3 separate regions of the Rattus norvegicus genome follow, and regions 2 and 3 are each linked to region 1. A link is a contact called in public Hi-C data. All regions are on one chromosome and are shown on one strand. Each heading gives the region's core, a stretch centred on a gene start, on an enhancer-like site or on the middle of the called end of the contact. The rest is flanking DNA. Distances are from core to core; before and after follow the strand shown.

Evidence for each region. A called contact is a pair of places that touch in the nucleus more often than the background predicts.
Region 2: a contact with region 1 is called in a Hi-C map of the A7r5 cell line, with 3 times the contacts expected there. The contact joins two enhancer-like sites. A contact is called at or near these places in 8 of 12 Hi-C or Micro-C datasets (the A7r5 cell line, the Rat2 cell line, Schwann cells and 4 more).
Region 3: a Hi-C map of the A7r5 cell line shows a contact between it and region 1, with 3 times the contacts expected there. The contact joins two enhancer-like sites. A contact is called at or near these places in 8 of 12 Hi-C or Micro-C datasets (the A7r5 cell line, the Rat2 cell line, Schwann cells and 4 more).

What each region holds. Positions count from the first base shown.
Region 1 is chr13:106,066,289-106,069,910 of GRCr8, forward strand. Rd3 (RD3 regulator of GUCY2D) reads left to right here. Exons shown (of 6, transcript XM_063272732.1): 2 at 1,347-1,485; 3 at 2,226-2,348; 4 at 2,436-3,622. Among named protein-coding and RNA genes, the nearest start is that of Rd3, 7.4 kb to the left of the region's middle. Within about 2 kb of position 1,518, at least 21 of the 93 cell types and tissues checked have an H3K27ac peak or open chromatin away from gene starts, as enhancers often do. A contact at or near this core is called in the A7r5 cell line, where this site is marked.
Region 2 is chr13:105,964,837-105,968,697 of GRCr8, forward strand. No RefSeq gene overlaps it. Among named protein-coding and RNA genes, the nearest start is that of Nek2, 30 kb to the left of the region's middle. Within about 2 kb of position 1,990, at least 4 of the 93 cell types and tissues checked have an H3K27ac peak or open chromatin away from gene starts, as enhancers often do. A contact at or near this core is called in the A7r5 cell line, where this site is marked.
Region 3 is chr13:105,942,190-105,946,257 of GRCr8, forward strand. It overlaps Nek2 (NIMA-related kinase 2), which reads left to right. Exons shown (of 8, transcript NM_053691.2): 5 at 415-541; 6 at 1,327-1,546. Among named protein-coding and RNA genes, the nearest start is that of Nek2, 7.4 kb to the left of the region's middle. Within about 2 kb of position 2,797, at least 6 of the 93 cell types and tissues checked have an H3K27ac peak or open chromatin away from gene starts, as enhancers often do. A contact at or near this core is called in the A7r5 cell line, where this site is marked.

The DNA.
Region 1 (3,622 bases), core at 268-2,767:
AGACGGGAGACCTGTACAAGGGAGGTGTGGGAAAAGCCTAACCTTGGGCTTAGAGTGGTTACTGTGCCAACCTCCTGAACAGAAAGAGAGACTGGGTCACGGCATGTTATACACCAGGCTGCCCTTAGGACGTTTCAAAGACACAAGCTCCAGATCCTCTCTCTGCCTCCCACCCAGTGTAAGAGTCTCCTGCCAGCAGCCATGGATCAGCCTATGGAGGGTGCAGGGCCCGGGGCCCACCTTACATTCTGAGTGGCTAAGCCCTACAGAGCTTTGTCCCCTCCGTACACTGTGTTTGGAGACACTCGAGGACAGTTTCCCATGTATTTAGTCAGGTGTCCTTGTCCAGTCACTTCACGGAACATGAGTGGAGCCAGAACCTTTCCTTCTACAGGTAAAGATGGCCGGTTAGTGTAGATGAGTCTAAAGCTCATACCCAGCTTTCCATGCCAGAGAATGAACAGTGTTACTGTGAAAGGACAGAGAGTGCATGTGGGGAGGGAGGGCGCATGGCCGCAGAAAGTGTGGCTACAGAGCCACTGCTCAGCACTGTGGTAAAAACAACCTAACCAAGGCAACTTAGGAGAGGGAAGGCTTAAGGAAAGGCTTAAGCTGTGTGGAAGGAAGGCAGAGTGAGACAAGCAACACTCAGAGGCTTAGGGGCTGGTGAGTCACCCAGAGCCTCTGGGAAACACTGGCTCAGCCGTGAGGATCTGAGCCACGTGAGACCCCACAGGCAAGCCTGCCTCCCGCTTCTCCCCTTGCCTGACAGCACTGTCTCCCCTGGCCTCAGGCTGCCATCCTTTTCCCCCTTGCAGCAGGGCTGGGGTTTTCCAAAGTTTGTGTGTGATTGGTAGCACCAGGGCAGGGTTCTAACTGGACTTTTCTTGATGTTCTTGCTGCCATGGAGGAGACAGGTCATTACGTTCCTGCCAAGTTCTTAATAGTTGTTGAATTAACGAGTCAATGGCTTAATAAACGAGCGTCCTGTTTTGAACACAGTACCCACCTCTTGGGCACCCCAGATGGCCGATGTTAGCATCATTTACAGCTATGTTGTCCAGCGCAGTGGGAACCTCCATCCCATGCGCTCCCCATGCGCTTCGGTTCCTGTACTATTGCTGGCTCCCCTGTTTCTGGAGCTACTGCTGTGGTCAGACTAGGGGAGAGCCCAGGGCCCACTAGCTCTGAAGCAGGACTGCTTGCTCAGATGGCTTCAACCTGGACACCTTACATTGTGTCACATGCCTCTTTTCCAGACAGGGCTGGCCTTGGCTCTCTCGAAAACCTAACAGGGCCTTTAAAAAACTGTGTTCTCTCCCCTCTTCTTTTCCTCTTCCCTTTAGGCCCTCTCCCCTCTCCTTCTCTGAGCTGCCTGAAGTCATCCACCTTCCTAGGCCTGAGGCTCGGAGGCCCAGAGTGCGCCCCCTGCTGCCGGTGAGCAGAGGTCACTCCAGGGCCTGAACTGGCGAGGCCTGCTTCAAGGTGACTCAGCACTACGTCCAGCCGTCCAGCCGCAAGGCCTGGGGGTGGGGACCTGCTGCCCTTGCCCCTCCCCTGGGCTCACTCCCACTTCAGGCCTCCTTAACCTGGTTGTTAATCATTAATATCTTGTTCCAGAGGAAGCCTGTTGTCCCCGGAGCCTTGGTGCACATCCATTCCTGGTTGTGCCCCCGGCCCACATCTGAGTGTCTGATGATATAGAGGGACTGGAGCTGAGAACTTTCCTATACTTAACCTCTCTGCACCTAAGTGGCTGCTGACTTCTTGTGGCGTTCACAAATGCTAGAGAGTTTAGGCACAGTCAGGATTCAAACTAAGGCCTCAGACACAGGCTCAGGCTGTCCAAGGAGTCACCCTGAATTACGGGTTTCACAGTTGTCTGAGTGTAATACACCAGGCCTGGCTTGTGGGGTCACTCTCCGTACTTCACAGCTCACAAGGCACCTCACCTCTAGCCCCAAATCTTCATCTGTCTTGCCAAGGACGGATGATGAGGCATCATGGGTATTAAGTCAAATGCTGCTTTGGGTGGAAGCTAGTCACTGGGCATGGAACTGAGGAACAGCCCCGAGGAACTAGTGAATGAATATAGGTAGTCTGAAACAGACCAGAAATTCCCCAACACTGGGTTTCCCTTTCCCTAGAGTAAATATGACTTGCAGGACCTAACACCCCAGCAGACCGAATGAGCCTAGGAGTCTCTCTCTCCTGGCTCTCTACAGGTGGCGCTGCAGCTGTGTGGTGGCGAAGTTGGCGTGCTCTGCGAGGCTCCTTCCCATCATCACCACAAGATGTCGCTGTCATTCGCAATTAGCCGACACAGCGCAAGACCAAACCATCCTCTGGTTCGTTTGTTTTGTTTTTGGTGGAGCCCAGAAATCGGTTTTTAGTTTTAAGAACCACTGACATTCTCCAAACCCTGCTTCTCTTAGCTCTCCTCCCTCTGCGGGTCAAGGCAAGCCCGTCTATAGCCTACCTGGAACTCCCAACCTGCTGGCCTAACCCTGGGCAGCCGCTGGAAACCTGATGATGATGACCAGACTCTTCAAAAGTTATCTGAGCCAACCAACTGTGTGGGTTATTGGGTTTCTTCTGTGTCCAGTTTTCAAAGGTGAGCGCGTGCGTGCGTACACACGTGTAGTTCCATTGCCTAGCCTTGGATAGCAGAGACCCCTTAGCACCTTCTCCTTGATTGCCCCTGGACACAGGAAATCCAGAGAGCAGCAGGCAGGATGGATATCTCCCAGATCAGATGCCAACATACTAAAGACAAGGAGATTTTTGACAGTAAACAGAGGAAGAGAATGCCCGATTATCTAAGAATGATGATTTCTAGTCTGAATAGAACAGACGTGCATCCATGTAGCATCGTATACGGAGCAGCACCAGTCTGCAGACACGAAAGCTAAATAAAGGTTTATAGATAAGAGGAGAGAATGTGGTGCTAATCAGATCTACTGGTATGGAATGATAACACAAGTTTATCGGCAAGAAGGGACATGACTGATGACTTTGCTTTTCCTGGGAGCCCCGAATAAACACCAGCCATAGCAACAGCGACAGCCACAGCAACGGCGACAGCGTCTAGCTCTGCAAACCCTCAGCAACTCACTGAACTTACAGAGCATGGTGTGACCTCAGCATAGATGAGGACTTCACCAGAGCTGCACTGTGGAGGTCCCACCTTAACTAACCCTCTGCCTGCTAGCACCCCTGAGACAACTGGGACAAAATTACGTGCCATAGGAAACTAGTGGCTGGACTCTCAGGTGAAGGTCTGATGATACTCCCACGCCTCCTTCTGTGGGGAGACTCAACCCTGACCTCTTTGAGGGTCTCCTTCGAGTAATTACAACTCCTCTGATTAAGATGCCAACAATGGGGCTGGAGAGATGGCTCAGCAGTTAGGAGCACTGGCTGCTCTTCCAGAGGTCATGAGTTCAATTCTCAGTACCAACATGGTGGCTCACAACCATCTATACAGGGATCTGATGCCCTCTTCTGGCATGCAGGTGTACATGCAGATAGAGCACTCATTAAAAAAAAAATGGTAATAGCTAAGTTATACTTAGAGAATTCCTTGTAGGCATGCATCAAAAACTAGCTCCTGGCAAGGGCT
Region 2 (3,861 bases), core at 740-3,239, 100 kb before region 1:
CCGGCTGTGCAAGCTTGTTGGTCCTTCATCTTTGCTGATCTTCACTTTGCTTTGCTGAGAGAGGCACAGCTGAGAACTTCTCCTGGCGTCCCTCTGGTTCTCTCCTGCTGACGTGTGCCAAGGCTGAGGCCTGGCTGTCTCTGTTAGGTCATGTCACTGCTGTTGCAAACCAGACTGCTGGTGTATCCGTGAAGTGTTTGCAAGTGAATCGAGCTGCCACTGCTGACCTGTGAGCTGAACTGCCCATTTCCAGACCACACAGATGGGAGTTGTTTCAAAGAACCTTTCTAAACAGGGCCCCTTTTCCTGTATCCTTTCTTTTCCACTACCCCTGGTGGGTGGTGGGCAAACAGAAAGGTTAAAGCCTTTAAGAACCATCATTAAAAGTAGGCTTTGAAAAAAAATTAAGTTACAAGCTATCATTGGCTACACAGTGAATCTGAGGTCAGCCTGAGGTACATGAGACTGTCTCTGAACAGAAGCTATATTACGTGTTATATGTCGCTTATCATTGATCCTAGTTGGGGACACGTGTCAGTGCCTAACATGCACAGAGCCTTTGATTTGGCCTTTAACAGCTACCCATTAGCTCATGGATGGAGGATGAGTTCCTGAAACCCTTTGGCTTTTCACTGTGGCCTTCCTCTGCTCCTGAGGAGTGGGGCTGCCTGTGAAGGAAGCCAGGGAGTGAAGGGGAACAGCTGAACAGACTTTCAGACTCAAGCTGAGCCTCGGCCTGAAATGGGGTCCTTGTCAAAGAGTTTTCTTTCGGTTTAGTGTGAGCCTGCTAGTGGATACCTTTCCCAGGAAGCCTCTGGTTTTGTTAGGAAAACAAAACTGAGGAGAACCACATGAGAAGAAGAAGAAGAAAAGAAGAAGAAGAAGAAGAAGAAGAAGAAGAAGAAGAAGAAGAAGAAGAAGAAGAAGAAGAAGAAGAAGAAGAAGAAGAAAGAAGGAAGTAAAACATGTTGAACGAGATTTAGTAAGTGTATGAACGTGAATGGCTTCTGTCCAGCGCTCGAGTGACTAACACCGTGATCGGTGAGGAAAGAGAGCAGGAGGCTGGGTCACATGACAAAGTCCTCTTCCTCACACAGCACCAATACTGACCGTCAAGGTCTGACTGAAAGGAAAATTAGGGTTTTCCGTTACATTTGTTGTGTAAGTTCTGTGTGGAAATTTAGGGAAAAAAACCAACCACATTATGACACTATAAAGATGGTGTAGTGGTTAAGAGCACTGGCTGCTCTGCCAGAGGACCTGAGTTCAATTCCCAGCACCCACACACACTCAGAATCTGAGCTTGATTTGTGTAAATAGCATGGTGTCACATGCTTATAAATCTAGAGCTGGAGAGGCAGAGATGGGCAGACTCCTGGGGTTTTGAGGAGTGGCACCTGAGGCTAACCTTTCTCCTCTATGCACAGAGAGAGGGGGGGGGAGAGAGAGAAGAGAAGAGAAGAGAAGAGAAGAGAAGAGAAGAGAAGAGAAGAGAAGAGAAGAGAAGGAAAAGGGAAAAGAAAGAGAAAAAAGTCACAAACTGAATTGTGTAGCCCTGGGATATTTCCCAGCTGAGTCACCCTGGGAAAATCTAATGGTCCCTAGGCCCCTGTTTCTTCATCTGTAGAATGGGTCAAAGTAAATATTGTCAGAATGGACTTGCTGTGTCAATTCTAACCAGACCCAAAGGAAAGAGAGTGGAGCCTTGCGGTCACCTGGAAGGACTGCTCCAGCATGATTGCTTCTGTCTCAGGCCAACTGTGAACTTGCACAGAGGCCACTGCACCTCAGGGATGCCTACTGAGCAAGACTGTTCAGCCTCTGACTGACATCACTCCCATTATTAATCATCGTGGCAGACACTTATTGCTTCAAAATATCTGATGCAATCTTCCTCAGTTTTATCTTTAAAAGCTCTCCCGTAGGCATGAAGATGGCTCGGGGAGTAAGGGTGCTTGCCACAAACCCTGACCTCCATCTGTCATCCCAGTAGCTCACACGAGAGGCAGCAACCACAATACTGAGTTCATACTCAGGAGCTGCCTACCACATGTGAGACACCATGAGCCGGTTTATGGGTGAGTCGGTGTTAGCCCCATTCACTGACATCAGGAATGGGATCTGGTGAAGACCGTGCTGCTCTCCAAAGGTCACACCAGGGTGGTAGAGCTGAGACTCCAGCTCCAACTGGTTGAGCTCTGTGACTCCTGAACTAAGCCCTACTTTCCCCAATGAGAGAGGGAGGAGGGAGCCTGGGGGGAGAGGGAAGGGAGAGCCTCGGGGGAAGTGAATAGCCTGGGGTTGGGAGAGCTTGGGTTAGTAAGCATACTGCTGGTACTAAGCTCTTCAGACAGATGGCTGGAGATCTGTCTATCGGAGTCTTAGCTACATGAGTCAAGAGGCTGGGGCTGCTGGAGCTGAGGCAGCCGCAAGCCAGCCTGTTCGCTGGCCTCAGTTAGGGACCCAATGCTATGGAGTCACCAATCTCTGACTGTCTTCTTTAGGGACCCAGGACCTCTGGATCCTTCTGGCTATGGGTGAAGAGAGAACTTCAGGGGACTCTAGCCCAAGATAAAGAGTGTGGCCAGGGGTGTCTATAAGATACAAAACACAGGGCATGTCAGTACCTGCACTGGTACAAGGCATTCATTGCTCTTGTCCCTGCAGGACAGCCATGTTGCAGAGTCCTGGAGGTAAGGGAGGGAAGGTTGTCAGCTCATCCCTGGTGAGCTTCCTGCCTTATCCTGACAGGCTGGGCCATAGCGCTGGCTAGCTGAGGTTACTCTCAGCCTGGTCCACCCCTGACCTTGGCTCCCAGGTCCCCCGCCATTGGTTAGCAGACTCCACAGGTTGCAGCAAGGGAGCTGGGCGGAATGCAAGGGCACACGGGGACATCTGGTTGGGTTTGCAGAGGAAGGGAGTGTTGGGTAGCTTGCTCTACCTCCTATTGTCCAGTGAAGAAGCCAAGCAGGGAGCTGCTGGCAGCTTTGCCATGCGTGGGACTGTGGGAAGGACTCTTGATTCTCCTCCAGCTTTGTTTCCCAACGCTTCTCTCTGCTGCCTTGCTGCCCAGCCTGGTGGAATCGGCCCCTGACAGGCCTTGGTGCAGCTGATGGACACATTTCTGAGCCTTGGAGGAACGCAGAGCTTAGTTGTTGCTTGGCAGTGGCTCTCCTTCCAAAGTTGAGAGGCACTTGGAGTGGGTTTGGCTTCAGAGCTGCTCTTCAAGCCCGTCCATGTGTTTCTGTGGCAGACTCTCCCAGAAGCCTCTGCAGTGCTTTCTCTGACGCCACAGATGCTCCGGGGGGTCTGTTCTTCAACCTTAGGGATACTCTCTAGGCAGTACTCTGGGTCACTGTGGTACCTCCTCCCACAGCGGTGGGCTGCTGCTTCTGTCTTCTTTGACTGGAGACCTCAAAGTCCACAGCCTCCCATGGTTCATGTTGAGACCTCTGAGTACAGGAGCCCCACGACAGGCTTCTGTGTCCTTCCCCACCCCAACACCAGGAAGGATGAGGTAAAAGGTAAGGGGATCAAAGGTATTGGAAACCACTCTCATTTTTAAAGGGGGGAAACTGAGGCAATGTGGGTCTTCGTTTCACCTCATTGCTATGGTACGTGAACACAGCTCAAGGAGAGGAAGCACAGAGATGCTAGGCTATGTTCCTTCCTTTCCGCCATCAGGGTGTGAGGCACGCTGACACCTGTTCAGGGGAGGCAGAAAGCAACCTAAGATGGGGACCCCAGACTGTGCTTCTCCCCATGAGAAACATCTTGAACTGGGGCTGAGGCTGTGTTCCCAAACTCCTGAGTACCCAGATGCCTCTGGGAACCTCAAGGAGTTGGGAAGGGGAGGGAAGT
Region 3 (4,068 bases), core at 1,547-4,046, 120 kb before region 1:
TGAGTCTTGACACTTTCCTCCAGCACTGCCAAGCTGGTCCCCAGGACCACAGTTGTACAGGGATGGAGGAAAGACTTTCCATCACACTGGAGACAGTTTGGGCTGTCCTTGGGTCTAGTAGTTGGAAGCCACAGTGCTGCAGAATGTTCAGAACATGGACATAGCCCAAGTCAGAGAGCTGTTCATCCCTAAAATATGGCAGCCCGGCCTTGTCACACGCACAGCGGCGACACTAACTGTAGCCAGGGAGAGTCCCAGATGAGGGAGTGGAGTGCAGAGCGGACTCCAGTCGCCCATTTGTTCCTGTCCTTTGTGTTCATTGAACATTTTTATAACTTCTGTTCTCCCTTGCCCTCTTCTCTCCCTTCTATCTCTTCCCTCCTTTCTCTTTTAATTTTTTTTTTAAAATCCCAGGCCTCCATTTACAGCTTTCAACCAGAAAGAGTTAGCGGGGAAAATCAGGGAAGGGAGGTTCCGGCGCATCCCCTACCGCTACTCTGATGGCTTGAATGACCTCATCACTCGGATGCTGAATTTAAAGGTAATGGTTGCAAGGCCTTGTGTGCTCTGTCTCAGACTCTGAACTTTGGAGATGTATTCTTGTGTAAAGATGGATGATAACTAAAGAAGCCGTCAGTCTCTCTGGCTAAAATCGTGTTCGCGCAGGCGGACGCTCACAGGTGTGGAGACACGTCTCCTCAACATCCACAGCCTCACATCTTCTGCCACAGTGACCAGTGGGTCGTGGCATGGAAGGACTGAGGAAAGGCCGATCTCAGAGCAGCAGTGAGAGTAAGGAAGGAACCAGAATGGGCTGTTACTCTCCCTTCTCTGTAAGGGATGACAGAGTATGAGAGGAAGGTCAACAGGGTGAAAATATCCTGCAAAGGTTCTCTAGCTGGCTGGTGGGACAGGAGGCAGGTGGTCTTTGTCAGCTGATGAGAGAGAGTGAAGTGGGGAGCTGGGGCTTTGTGGAGGATGCAGGAGGGGTGTGGTGGGGCATGCGGGGGACAGACTGGTAAGACTAAAGGTTGTGAGGATGTCCTTGGTATTTAGAGAAGCAGGTCCCACTTCTGCAGAGCAGCCCAATGATTTCCAGTGTGTGTATAGGTGTGAGTAGTTCTGCAGGCCTGAGCCAGCTCCTTAAAATCAAACAGGAAGATAAACCTGTGTCTTGGTGCAGACCTAGCACTTTGTGACCAGTGAACTTGTGTTTCCAGGTGTTTAACCAGATATCTCTCGATGCAGGAACTGTCTTTTGTTTACCCTGCTAACGTAGCTGCTTTTCTTAAGATGACTCTGATCTGCCTGCCACACTTTCTTCAGGACTACCATCGACCTTCAGTGGAGGAAATTCTGGAGAGCCCTTTGATAGCAGACTTGGTTGCAGAAGAGCAAAGGAGAAATCTGGAGAGGAGGGGACGGCGCTCAGGCGAGCCTTCGAAGCTGCAGGACTCCAGCCCTGTGCTGAGTGAGCTCAAGTTGAAGGAAAGGCAGCTGCAGGATCGAGAGCGAGCACTGAGAGCTCGGGAGGACAGCCTGGAGCGTGAGTAGTGCCCAGAGCCAGGGAGCCAGGGAGCCAGGGAGCCAGCAACTGACTGCAGTGGAAAGGTGGGGCTGGGGACTGAACAGAAGAACTTATATGCACAGGCCATTGGAACCTTCTTTTTCTTTTTAGTTGCAGGTCCTGGGGATTGTATATATATATATATATATACACACACATACATACATACATACATACATACATACATACATACATATATATATATGATTTCATTAGAAATTCTATTAGAAAACCATCCCATGACAATGGTCATGGAGAGAATATAGAGAGAATTTTCTACAGTGTGGTTTTACCTCAGTAATTACAGTAAGAGTTGGGGCCACAGTGTGTTATTTGTTGTGAATTTCTATCAGCCAAATCTAGGAAGCTGAGCAAAATAAAGTACCATTTTGGTAGCAGGTGTGTGTCTGTGCTCTCCTGTTTGGTAGCGGGCATGCGTCAGTGCCCTCCTGGCAAGCATATGGATTGTTTAGAAACAAAGCTGATGAGCTCAGACTTGAAAGCCACCCAGAGGTGGCCTCTACCATGCAGCAGAGGACACACAGAAGACACCCAAGATGCCCAGAGACAGGCCTAACACATCTGCTGATGTTCTTAATTAGACAATCTAGCAAAGTAAATTTGCTCCACTTCAGTATTTGGTATCCAGTTCTGTGAGTCCACAGATGCAGGCTTTTCCTTTACTGGTTTACATGAGGTACATTAATGATGGAACTTTAGAGACCAGTTTCCTTTTTCGCAAGGCTCTTGAAACGACTGCAGGGCACAATTGGTTCATTTCTGAAGGAGCATAGGAGCTCTTGGGAAGGTCTGGTATTTGCACAGATGGTGCTCTGGCTATGCAAAGAGGTAGATCTGGATTTCAATGTTTGGAGCTGAGTGAGTCACCAGAAATCATCAGAACTCACTGTATGATTCATTGGCAAATATTAGCCATGAAGACACTGCCACAGAGTTATGAGAAGTAGTGAAAAGGGCTGGGCATGGTGGCACGTGCCTTTAACCCCAGCACCCAGGAAGCAGAGGCAGGTGGGTCTCAGAGGGCACCAGAGCTGCATAGAGAATCCCTGTCTCAAAACAAAACAACAACAATGAAAGGTAATGAAAAGCATTCTGAGTCAGCTTTGTAAAGGTGAGCCCTTAAAATAGTCGGACGCATGGATGGACGCTGCAAATAAGCTCTGCTTACTCACACTGAGATGATGAAACGGTTGTCAAGAGGAAAAGCGTTCTCAGGCAGAAAGCTCAGTGCAGGGCTGAGCACTTGGCAGTAATATAGAAGTGACTGCAGACAGTAACTTTCTAGGTTCCATATTTGTCACTGCAAGGACCAAATAGAACATGCCTCCATTTGTCTGGAGGATCTGATTGTTCCAAGTAGTAGAACTTCAGCTTTGGCAAATAAATAAATGGATAAAAGGATAAAAATAAAATGTACATGCTGCCTACCTTACCTGCTTTTTTTTTTTTTTTTTTTTTTTTTGGGAGGAACATGACATTGATTCAGACAAATAGATTACAGAGATAATTTCTGTGTGAGAACACTTGCACATGCTTACAGACAAGACATTTCATTGTCTTTTCCAAGTCTGCATGATGCTCATTTGCACTTGCTAAAGTCGAAGCTGTTACAGCACAAGAGGAGTTTGTCCACTGAACTTAGAGTGGCACAGTGAGGGCCGATTCCTTCACAATGCCCAGCTACAGAACTCTGGAGCAAGTGTTTGTGGCTATACCCTGTAGTCTTTTTTGTTTGTTTTTTTCGAAGCTGAGGCCCGAACCCAGGGCCTTGTGCTTGATAGGCAAGTGCTCTACCACTGAGCTAAATCCCCAACCCCAGTCTTTTAATTTTTTTAAACCCTGTTTTTAAAGATGGTTCTTAAATGCTTTGCCCTTCCTTCTAGCCCACCAGAGATAGTGGAAAAGAAAGGCTGTTAGGATACAGGGGCAGTGGACCTGTTTAGCAATTGTTTTTTTGGAGCAGCTCTCACCTGCTTTGTCAAGAAATCAGCAGTTGAGTTCACAAGAATCATCAGCGGTGCTCAAGCTACTCACAAACACTTTATGAACATAGCAGCAGTCTGGTTTGGTGGTGTTGGGATAGCAAACACAGCAGCAGCAGTGGCACGCCAGAGCAGAGACTTGTGCTCTTGCAAAGACGGCCTAAGAGCTCTGATCGGGTGAGGAGCAGCAATCCCAACCTTTGCAGTGAGGTTTCTTTCTACTGGAGCTGCTGCAAAGTGTGGCAAAGTATAGTTTACTGTTGTGTTAAGATCGTTACCAATGCCACCCCATGCTTCAAGACAAAATTACATTTATTTGTAATTAGGAGTAAATATTTCACAATATGTAATTACATATATTTTTGTGATTAATCACTGCTTTAATTATGTTCGATTTGTAACAATGAAAATAGACCCTGCATGTCATATTTATATTGTGATTTATAACAATAGCAAAGTTATAGTTATGAAGTAGCAACAGAAATCCTGTTGTGGTTG